Linked DNA regions of Acanthopagrus latus: region 2 is linked to region 1. Evidence: chromatin contacts called from public Hi-C data. All regions are on one chromosome and are shown on one strand. Each heading gives the region's core, a stretch centred on a gene start, on an enhancer-like site or on the middle of the called end of the contact. The rest is flanking DNA. Distances are from core to core; before and after follow the strand shown.

Region 1 (4,674 bases), core at 2,014-4,513:
AACACCACATGACCAACCAACCAAGCAAACCCCACAACCAACAAACAGCACAGAACACACAGCCAGTGACACACCAAACACACACCACGTTTAGTGACCGATAAGTCGAGCACTGTCCACGAATTTACACAAACAGGTGGTGAAAGTGACAGCTCAGGCATTCCCATGTGTAATAATGTCATATCTGTTATTGTTTTACGGTTGTTTTTACCGAGCCGCGGTTTGTCCTTGTTTCCCTCTCCTGCAGAGTTCCTCCTGACGTAGTTCATGAGCCAGTCGAAGATCTGCACATCACAGTGGACGGAAATATCCACCTCCTCCCACCTCTGTGGATCTACGGACAAGTACTCAGCAAAGTAACGCATCTCTTTAACTAGAAGATCTCTGGGACACGTGAAGTCCTGCTTCAGGTTCTTGGTCTCGTCACACACATGGATGACCATGTTGGGACTGCAGGAAGAAAATTAAAATCCATTGTTCAAAAAAATTAAAACCCACGGAGAGCACAGATTCAAAACATCTACAGCTGCCTTCAAGTCCACAGGGCATCAGTGATTCATACTTTTTGACAGATTGAGGGTGATTTAGATAGAGAAAGTGTGTTTCTATGTGTGAGGAGTCAGTGTGTATTTCAATGAGTTCACTGCGGTTAGAAACGAAAGAAAACTGAGGATGAGTTCTCGGTACATACTCTCTTGGCTTCTGAGGTTTGTCGTTCTCCTCTGTTGAGACTCTTCTTTCTTTCTTTTCCACAGAACTGACTCTTCCTGAGGGCGTCGACTTGGAGCCTGATGGCACCAACAGAAACATTTTTAAATGCACTCTAACCCAAGTTACCAAATAACAGTCAATACCAAACACCATCAACAAACATTATTTGGTGCTGAAATTCATTTTAAATAAGTATTGTACTGCTCTAAAGTGTAAGTTTGTTCCAGTAGTCCATGTCGTCTTTTGAGCTGAATTTAGGCCCTTTTAAGATTTAAGACCTGCAGATAAGTGAAAAAAATGTTATCTGTGCTACTCAGGTTGGTGATGTCTGACCTGTAACTTTGCCGCTGCTCGGGCTGCTTCCTGTCTCCAGCATGTCACCGCTGTCCAGCAGCGTGGACAGGCCATCTGGAGGGGAGGGGCTTCCTTCTGTCAGGGCATTACATTGGTTGTCCACATGAGGAAAAGCCCCCGTGCTCTTCAGCTCATCAAATCGCCGGGCACACTGTAAGATCCCATCAGTGCCACAGTGTTATTTCTTATCAACAAGGGAGGTCTAATGTTAGTAACCATGAGATGAAAAATGGATGGTACTAGACAGATGAAAAGGTAAGTGGATGGAAGCATTCATAGTTATCCGGCATTCCAGTTACCTCCTTGGGAGTGAATCCTGGAACTAGCTTGGCCACATTGTCCCAGTTTATGGGCTGGGGCACCCCCCATAGAGATCCCAGCACCATGTCCAAAACCAGGACGTTGTTGTCATAGGGAAAGTTGTTGTTGTCCGAGCAGAAGCGGCTCATCTCTAAAGAGGAAGAGGGGTGACAAACAAAAAGGCAGCAAGTCAGGAATGAGTGATTCAATCTGTATGATCATCATATCAAAATAGAGCCTAAATGGTTGGTTGATCAATAGATAATTCATTTAATTTCATTTTCTTTTCTTGAAGCAAGAAAACTGAACACTCTCTTGTCCCCAGCTTCCCAGAATTTTCCGCTTTATTTTGTCTTATGTGATGTAAACTGAATATTTAGGGGCTTTTGATGTGCTTTTTCACCATTTACCTACATCTTATAGCCCCAATGATACATTTATCGATCAATAAAATGATTATCACATAATGAAAAAAATAGTAAGTTGCAAGTATGAAGAAGTTTGAGACCACTCCTCTGTCATGACTACAATAGCAGTTTCACACAAAATCAATGCATCGGTACTGATTGATGAATACTGTGCAGCTCTAGTCATCTAATTACATGGACTTAGTTTCGCCAGTTTCTATAAAGGACAGCCTTACTTCAATACTAATATTAACAACTGGTTAACTTACTCGCATACATCCAAACAAGTAAACAGACATTAATCTAAACTGTATATGAATTGATTTATAGAAAATTTTGTTTGGTAACTGATATCTGTGAAGTGCGTCATGAACTGTAATTTAAACTATGATTTACCAGCCCTAAATCAAGACACGTCGCTACATTCTGAAGGCTTTGCACAGCTTCACTCTCCATTATGTCGGCAGCCAAGGACTCAAACCTTTTAACATAAATGTGTTGATATAGGAGTATTATATAAATTCGTGTTAAGTTATACAACAGAGAAACTTAGTGGTGTCAGTAGTGATGCTAGCGCAGGCCGAGTCCCTCTGTCCTCCCCAGGCTGCAACAACACCGGGTGCTTTTGGGTCAAATGAAATCAACTGGTTCTCCTAATAAACCTTATTCAAAAGAGCAAGAATGGTAAAATATCGTTAACGTACTTATCTGGAGTGAGATATATTCCTCCCGGTCGTCTAGTACAGTAAACTCAGCCGGGTCCAGTCTCATGTCATTGTGGATGGATGATGCTGCTGCTGCTGATGCTGCGCTCTTCTCCTACCTGCAACCATTGCTAATGCTAGCTAACTTTGCGGGACAGGATCCGCTGCCTTCACGTACTCGTCGTAAACTCAGTAAAACAAGCTCCACACGACGTGTCACGACCACCAGTAAAGCAGCCGTACATGTCACTCAGGCGTTGACAGGTGTTGCTGTCGTCTTCAAATTAGGCGTCGTAAGGTCAAGAAACATAAACTGTGAGACATACACAATCATAAACCATTTTTCTCGCTTTTAGCTAAGTTGGCAAATCCTGCAAAGTCTTTTTCAGTACAATGGCAATGCAATCAATTCTCTAAGACATTCATAAAACACCATGATCACGAGGTGCAAATCAACGCGCTGTTTCCAATGACGAGATGAACCTCAAATCTCAACTGCATCGGCAACTTAGTGTTTCCGATAGTCCCTGAAGGTAGCATATGCTTCAGTTGCTAGCAAGTCACCTCGCTTAGTTAGCGACTATTTAGCATAAATATTTGTATGTGGTCTAACCCCAGTTGCTCGGGGGAATTGTTACAAGCGCGCAGCACTGCCGCGATACAAACACGGCGGTCGAGGTTTTAAATACCCAGACATGTAATGGTTTTTCTTTGGGTCCGTCGGTATCTGCGACGCTGATTCGTCCCCGTTGTCGCACTGCAGCAGGTTAGGCGTCCTGTTGCTAAGACACAGCGGCCGTAAATCGCCCGTTTCTACCATAAATCCCCCTCAGACGTCTCAGCAACAAAACATGTGCATGGAGAACAATACTAACAATGAAATTATTATTTCTATGCATACTTTATATTATACAACCAATGACAAAACTACACAAGGGTCATTTTGGTTTTTGAAAAACTTTATTTTCAAAATAATTATATTAAATATTTACAAAATTACTTTCTGTGACTAACTGTTGAAAATGTGCAAAATTAGCCCTGCTTTTCATTACAAATGAATCCAATCCCATTTGCTTCACACAGAAAAATACAGAGGACCAAGCAGCCTGCAAGTGAACCAAGTACAAGGTTACATAATTACATTGTCAAACTAAATACCCTGGCTTTGTCCATATACTGTCAGTATGCAGATGATGTATCAGTGCACCTCATTAGTTTAAATATTGAACTTATTCCTGTTATCAAACAAGCTTGAGATATTACATCTTATATCAGACAAGATCTGAAGAACAGCAGTGTACCTTACACACTGCATAAACAAAACTTTCTTGTACAAGTGCTGACTGAAAAGTGAAATGTGAAGGTAACCTCTTTATCTGAGACAAACTGGCTCTAAACAGAACAGTACAACAATAAACATGTACTGAAACCATTTTGAGCAACAACCCTTTTCAGAACGTCCAGATTGTGTTTGCAGATTTTAATCATTATAGATGAAACAATGCACTACTTTATGAGTGTCAGGGTGTTTCCCCAGATATCTAAAGTCAGCTGATTATTAGTCAAGATTTAAGTTAAATGCTGCAAACAAGTACTGACTTAACACACATAGACATATAGAGATATGCAGATAAGCATCACAAGTCTATCTTCTCAGGGATATTTAGCGCTGTGCTGGAGGGCAAACTGGAGTTGGATGTTCCCACACTGAAGGAAGCTGGTGTTTCTGTGTACACCGACTCAAGCAGCTCCTCTGCGGAGGCTGAATTGGGGGTAAATCCTAGTGCAGGATTTGACTCTGGATGTGCAGCAAGGGCTGTCTGAGAGGCCTGTGTGTCGCCTTGCTGGACCTGAGCGAGCCTCTCCATCTCTGCATGCTTACGGCCTCTCCTCTTGCCAAGGACCTTCACATAGTTGGCTGGGACAAGTCCTGTGGTCTGACCGTCCACGCTGGCCAGCAGCCAGCCTCGCACCCTGGGCTGTTGCTCTAAACAGAGGGGAGAATATAAGGTCACAATCTGAGCTCCTCAACATGGGGGAATGTTCCCAACGATCCTTTAAAAAAAAACAACACTGTTCTGTTGTTCCAAAATATGCCTCCGTTCCCTTTCCATTATTAACAACTTTGTTGATGATATAAACTTTAAAAAAGGCTATTTGACTGCTATCTTAGCAATATAAGCTAAATAATAGGATAA
Region 2 (4,990 bases), core at 816-3,315, 130 kb before region 1:
GGAGGAAGAAGTATTCAGATTAAGTGAGTGAAAGTAGCACTACAATGTAAAACCTTATGTGAAAGTATTACAAGTAAAAGTACTCAATGTAAAAGAAACAGCCTGTGTGAGTGTTTTGTCACATGTTATATTAGTTGATTACTATTATTTACAGGGCCGGGCAGTATATCATTATTATAGAATTATCATGGTAAGAGACTACATATCATCGGTTATATCGTGATTTTACATAGGTGTAGTCCTTTCCTGGTTTTAAAGGCTGTAATACAGTAAAGTGATGCCCCTCCACTTGTTCTAATACTTGTCCCACTTAGCCATTGTACATACGTTACTGATGATTATTTTTCAAAAATGCACACACACTCATGGTTGAGGGAGACCTGCAATCTACATAATATAATCCTCTACACACACTGGTGCAATATACATTTTATCTATTTAATCTTCATCTTGTTTCTTTATTTGTATAACCATTGTTTCTACAGTCCAGTGAAGTAAGTCTGTGACCTGGGCATTCAGATCAACGTGTGCCACAGCCTGCGTGCTTGTTACATCAGTGAGCGTCTTCAGGAGCGTGTGTGTGTGTGTGTGTGTGTGTGTGTGTGTGTGTGTGTGTAACCACCTAGTGTTCCCAGTGCGCCTGAGGCACGCTGTGCCACGACTCCCCTCAGAGCTGCTGCGATATCACAACAAGCTTCATATTATCTAGTTCTGGCCAGTGTGTGAGTGTTTTAATATTTAAAAAGAAATAAATAAATTATCAAAGCGGCGCTTCGGTACCTGGCCAGATCCAAAAACGAGTCCGTGGTCTCCTTGTTGTTGCTGAGGCTCTCCAGTCCCAGGCTGTTGGTGTTCAGGGCTCCTGCGCCCACGCCGGGCTTGATGATGAAGGCGAGGGCCACCCCGATGCACGAAGCGATCAGCGTGGTCACCAGAAAGTAGGTGACGGCGATGCCCCCCAGCTTACCCAGGGAGCGGGTGTCCAGGCTGGCGGCGCCGGACACGAGGCTGCAGACGACCAGCGGCAGGATGATCATCTTCAGCATGCGGAGGAGCATCTCCCCGGGGAAGGCGAAGTAGGTCATCTGCGCCTTGGTCAGGTCCATGTTGCGGACTATCATCCCGAGCCCGACGCCCACCAGCACCCCGGACACCGTCATGATCACCAGGAGGTTCTTCCTCAGGAACTCCAGCAGCTTCTCCCTGCAGCTCCTCCGCGCGCTTTTCTCCAGGATCCGGTCGGTGGAGGCCGAGCTGGGCATGGCGTGCCCGTTGATCTCGCTCTTTTTCTCCATCTTTTTCCTCCGCGGAGCAGCGTGGGGAGGCTGAGTCCGGCTCTCGGCAGCGTGGGGTAGATGCGCACACACACACGTCGGGCGCACGCACTGTGCAGTGAGAGGGCTGGCCCGGCGTTAAGGCTGAGGGGGAGCCAATGGAGAAGGAGCGACGACACAAAAAGCGAGTGGAACATGCGCACAGGAGCCGGCGCTTTATACCCACAGCAAATGATGCAAGAGCAGAGGAGATTGCCAGGGTCTTTGGCAATGTGGCACATTTTCCTCCACAAACATGTGATGATTCGAACAGATTCCCAGGATTATATTCCTCTGGCTCTGTGCCCTCTCTTCTCTTAATACAACAAGCCACGCTACCTCGATGAAATAATACGCAAGAATAATGAGGACCAGCTTTCACCCTGTTTTTTCTCCTCCGCTCTTTTGCAATCTCATTGTGTCAACACAAAAGACCCGTTCTTCTTGCAGAAGTTCCCGTTTCAGTGAAACACACACATCTGGTCTTTTGCTTTTTCCTGCTCCTAAGGGTTGATTCTCTGAATCAACCTCATCGGGTCACATTCATCAAACGCCTCAAACACCCAGTTCAGGTGGGCTTTCTTTCTCAGTTTGATATCGAGATTAAGCTCAATGCTCTCACAAACCTGGGTGAGAACAAAGTATCGTGGTCACCTACTGCTGGTAAGGCTGCCTATATTTTTTCTCCTTATCCGTCAGGTTTGAATCACAGATCCTTTCACTTTGACATTTTATAAGCACCCACGCAGGCGAGGTGACATTTGGCTCTCAGGGAAGTCACCTGTCAGCTCCACAGACCGGGAGGGATGAGGAGAGGGGGAGGGGGAGGGAGGGGTCTGTCAGCACCATGGCCAGCGCTCTGTGCCTTCTAGGGGGCGCTGTTGCTCGCTCTCTTATCCATCTCTGGATTACTTTGAATTGACAGCTGCACCGAGACATTTCATTAAACAACGTATATTTTGGAAATCAGGAAAGTCCTAATAGAGGCTCCTCTATTCTGAAGTGCGGACTAATATACTTGCGTAATGGCCATTAGAATTTTTTCCCCCTCCATTTGCATTCTTGTTGCACCTCTGATGTTTAAGCACGAGGTGGCAGTATGATACAGCTGTCGTATTTACACACAGCCGACAAAGGAAAGCTTAAAGGGTAACTCCACTAATTTCAGTGTGTTTACAGGTCTTGTGGAGCTTTTTATTGTTCCTTCTTGTTAAACATCTTTTTATGTGATTAAGTCGTTTTGTGAAGCACATTGTATCATTTTGTTGCCTCTTTCCATATAAAGTGTGCTTTACAATATTGCTGTATAACATGTTTTATTCTTGTTATCATTATTCTTATTCTTGTTGTTGTTGTAGTAATACTCATATACGCTTAAAAGATTACTTATTTGTTACTTTTCTTTCACTATAAAAGTAACTAACTTAAAAGTGAACTGAAGAGTATATGCTGAAATGCATTTTTTAAATGCTATGAAGAATGATAACTATAATAAAAAGAATAATGATGTAATTACATAAGTAGCGTGGGGTCATGAGAGTTCTCCATTGTAGACAAACACTATTTCTAATGAAAATGTACCTGACCCTGCCAACTCCCTTTCTTACTCTCTGGCTCTGACATTTAGTTACTTTGAGACATACTCATATACAAATGTTACATATTATACCTTGAAACTGCTGCCAATCATGTTGCATTGTGGGCTATGCCGGGGTTTTGGCATCTGACCCTTTGAAAACCATTGTTTAAAACAGCACAATGCTAAATCATTAGAATAGGCCACTCTTTTATGTGATTCATTCCTTACTTCCTTTCCTCACCATTTTCATTAGTGAACTGGCAGCATTATACATTTTTTGGAACTAGTGCAGTGCCTGTAGGAAGTATGTATTCCTATATAAAAGTGGGAGGTTAAGTAGCTTTTTCACGGATTTGTTGTGAAATCCGATATTCCAGGGTATAATTGGCCGTTGTTGACTATTTTTGATTTTTGCCATTATATTTCTCCTTAAAAACTATTTACTTTGTGTCATTATTTTCAGTATAACCTCACATGTGTGACTGTACAGCTAATTTTTTATTCTGACATACTGTATTAACACAATGGACCTAAAATCACACACAAAAAAAGTTACATTTTTTTACTGTGAAAACCACAAATATGTTTAACAAACCATTTTTTATTACTTATAATGCAAATAAAAATTGTTGTTTGCTAAATATGTGCATACATTTAAAATATTTACAAAGTTATATGTAAATATTTACATTTAAATGCAGGCAATGCTCAGGTCTGCCTGAGCTCCTTCCAGCTGAATGAAGAGCTGCATTGCCTGCTCCACATTCAGCAGTCTCCTGATTGTTTTGACTCATTAAACACAAAACCGACTCCATTAAACACACTACATAACACACTAACTACACACTCCAAACAGGCTGTCAAACACAATGCCACAAATCTCTCAACTCACAATATCGCTGACTGTCTCTACACCGACCGCCGTTGCCTGTCAGTCATCCGCCTCCGTCCCTCCCACAACTTCCCGTTCCTCAACAACCAAACTTGCTGCTTGGACACTTTCGTGTCAAAGCCCGTTTTTTTTTTTACCGTTTCTTCCTGCACCAGACACAAAACAAACGTGATGGCAATGTTCGCGAAAAAGCGTGGCAGACATTATTTACCCTAAGTCCGGTTTTGGACCTGCCGGTGCGTCCGTCGACTCGGGAGGTGGGCCGTGTTAGCGGCTAGCAGCTAGCTACACAAACATCCACAGATTCCGATTCCACTTTGTTGTCCTGGCGTATCCGGATCTCCTCAGACCAGAACAGACTCGGTCCGGACTCGTTTAGTTTCATTAATCCACAACAGTCAGTTTAGATGCATAGAACGGACCGGACAGCCGCAAAATACCGGTCCAGCTTGCGCAGCCGCAGGTATAAATCCGCTTGTTTCTTAAGTGTTGTGGAAGTGAGCTCTGCAGTGATTGGCTCTGGTGCGGCTAAGGTGTGCAGTGATTGGCTCTGGTAAGCATGTGACTGTGGTGGCTCTGGTGGACAATGCTCATGGGATTTGTAAAGCATTTATGAAATAATTTATTAACGGTATCATTGCTGTCCAAACAAATCCGACTTGGCACACCCTTGAACCAAGCAGCAGACATGTTGAAATTCTCAGATCAGTCTGATCCTGAACTGCAGAGATATTGGAAGAACACACGCACACACACACAGATTCCTTGCTCCTATAGAGAGATAGGTTTACTTTATTGTCTGATAACGTAAACAGCTGAGCCTTCTCTTAAAGAAGACTAAAAGCACTGTCATTTTTTCACTCTCCCCTCGATGTTAATGCAACTGAGTGAGCAGCAGTATCAAGAGGACACACAGAGAGAAGCAGCCCTCTGTCTCACTGCTTCTGTTACTGACTGGCGTCTGTGTTGTCCTCAGTGACCTTAGCTCTGCTGTTGCTAAGTTGAGCAAAAACTTTCCCTCCCTCCACCAGTAGAGACAGATTGTCCCCCTTCCCCTCACAGCTGTGCGGCCTGAATGCTGGAAATAACCACCGGCCTGCGGATCAGGAGTCATGGCTGTTTGACAGTGGCAAATGCTGGCACTGTGCCACGGTAAACTAGATGAAAAAAAGAAAAGAAAAAAAGAAAGAAAAAAAAACAGAGAAA

The links. Hi-C and Micro-C count contacts between places; a contact is called where the count stands out from the background.
Region 2: a contact with region 1 is called in a Hi-C map of muscle, with 2.3 times the contacts expected there. The contact joins the promoter of slc1a4 here to the promoter of kiaa1841 in region 1. A contact is called at or near these places in 2 of 4 Hi-C or Micro-C datasets (both in muscle).

What each region holds. Positions count from the first base shown.
Region 1 is chr15:16,298,649-16,303,322 of fAcaLat1.1, reverse strand. It overlaps kiaa1841, which reads right to left and starts at 3,263. Exons shown (of 22, transcript XM_037124116.1): 1 at 3,139-3,263; 2 at 2,477-2,753; 3 at 1,365-1,516; 4 at 1,045-1,216; 5 at 692-788; 6 at 212-450. The coding sequence starts at 2,543. It overlaps pex13 (peroxisome biogenesis factor 13), which reads right to left. Exons shown (of 4, transcript XM_037124120.1): 4 at 3,415-4,463. The coding sequence ends at 4,114. It overlaps LOC119033706 (a long non-coding RNA gene), which reads left to right. Exons shown (of 4, transcript XR_005079352.1): 2 at 248-356; 3 at 756-923; 4 at 1,029-1,173.
Region 2 is chr15:16,430,746-16,435,735 of fAcaLat1.1, reverse strand. It overlaps slc1a4 (neutral amino acid transporter A), which reads right to left and starts at 2,065. Exons shown (of 8, transcript XM_037124815.1): 1 at 781-2,065. The coding sequence starts at 1,295.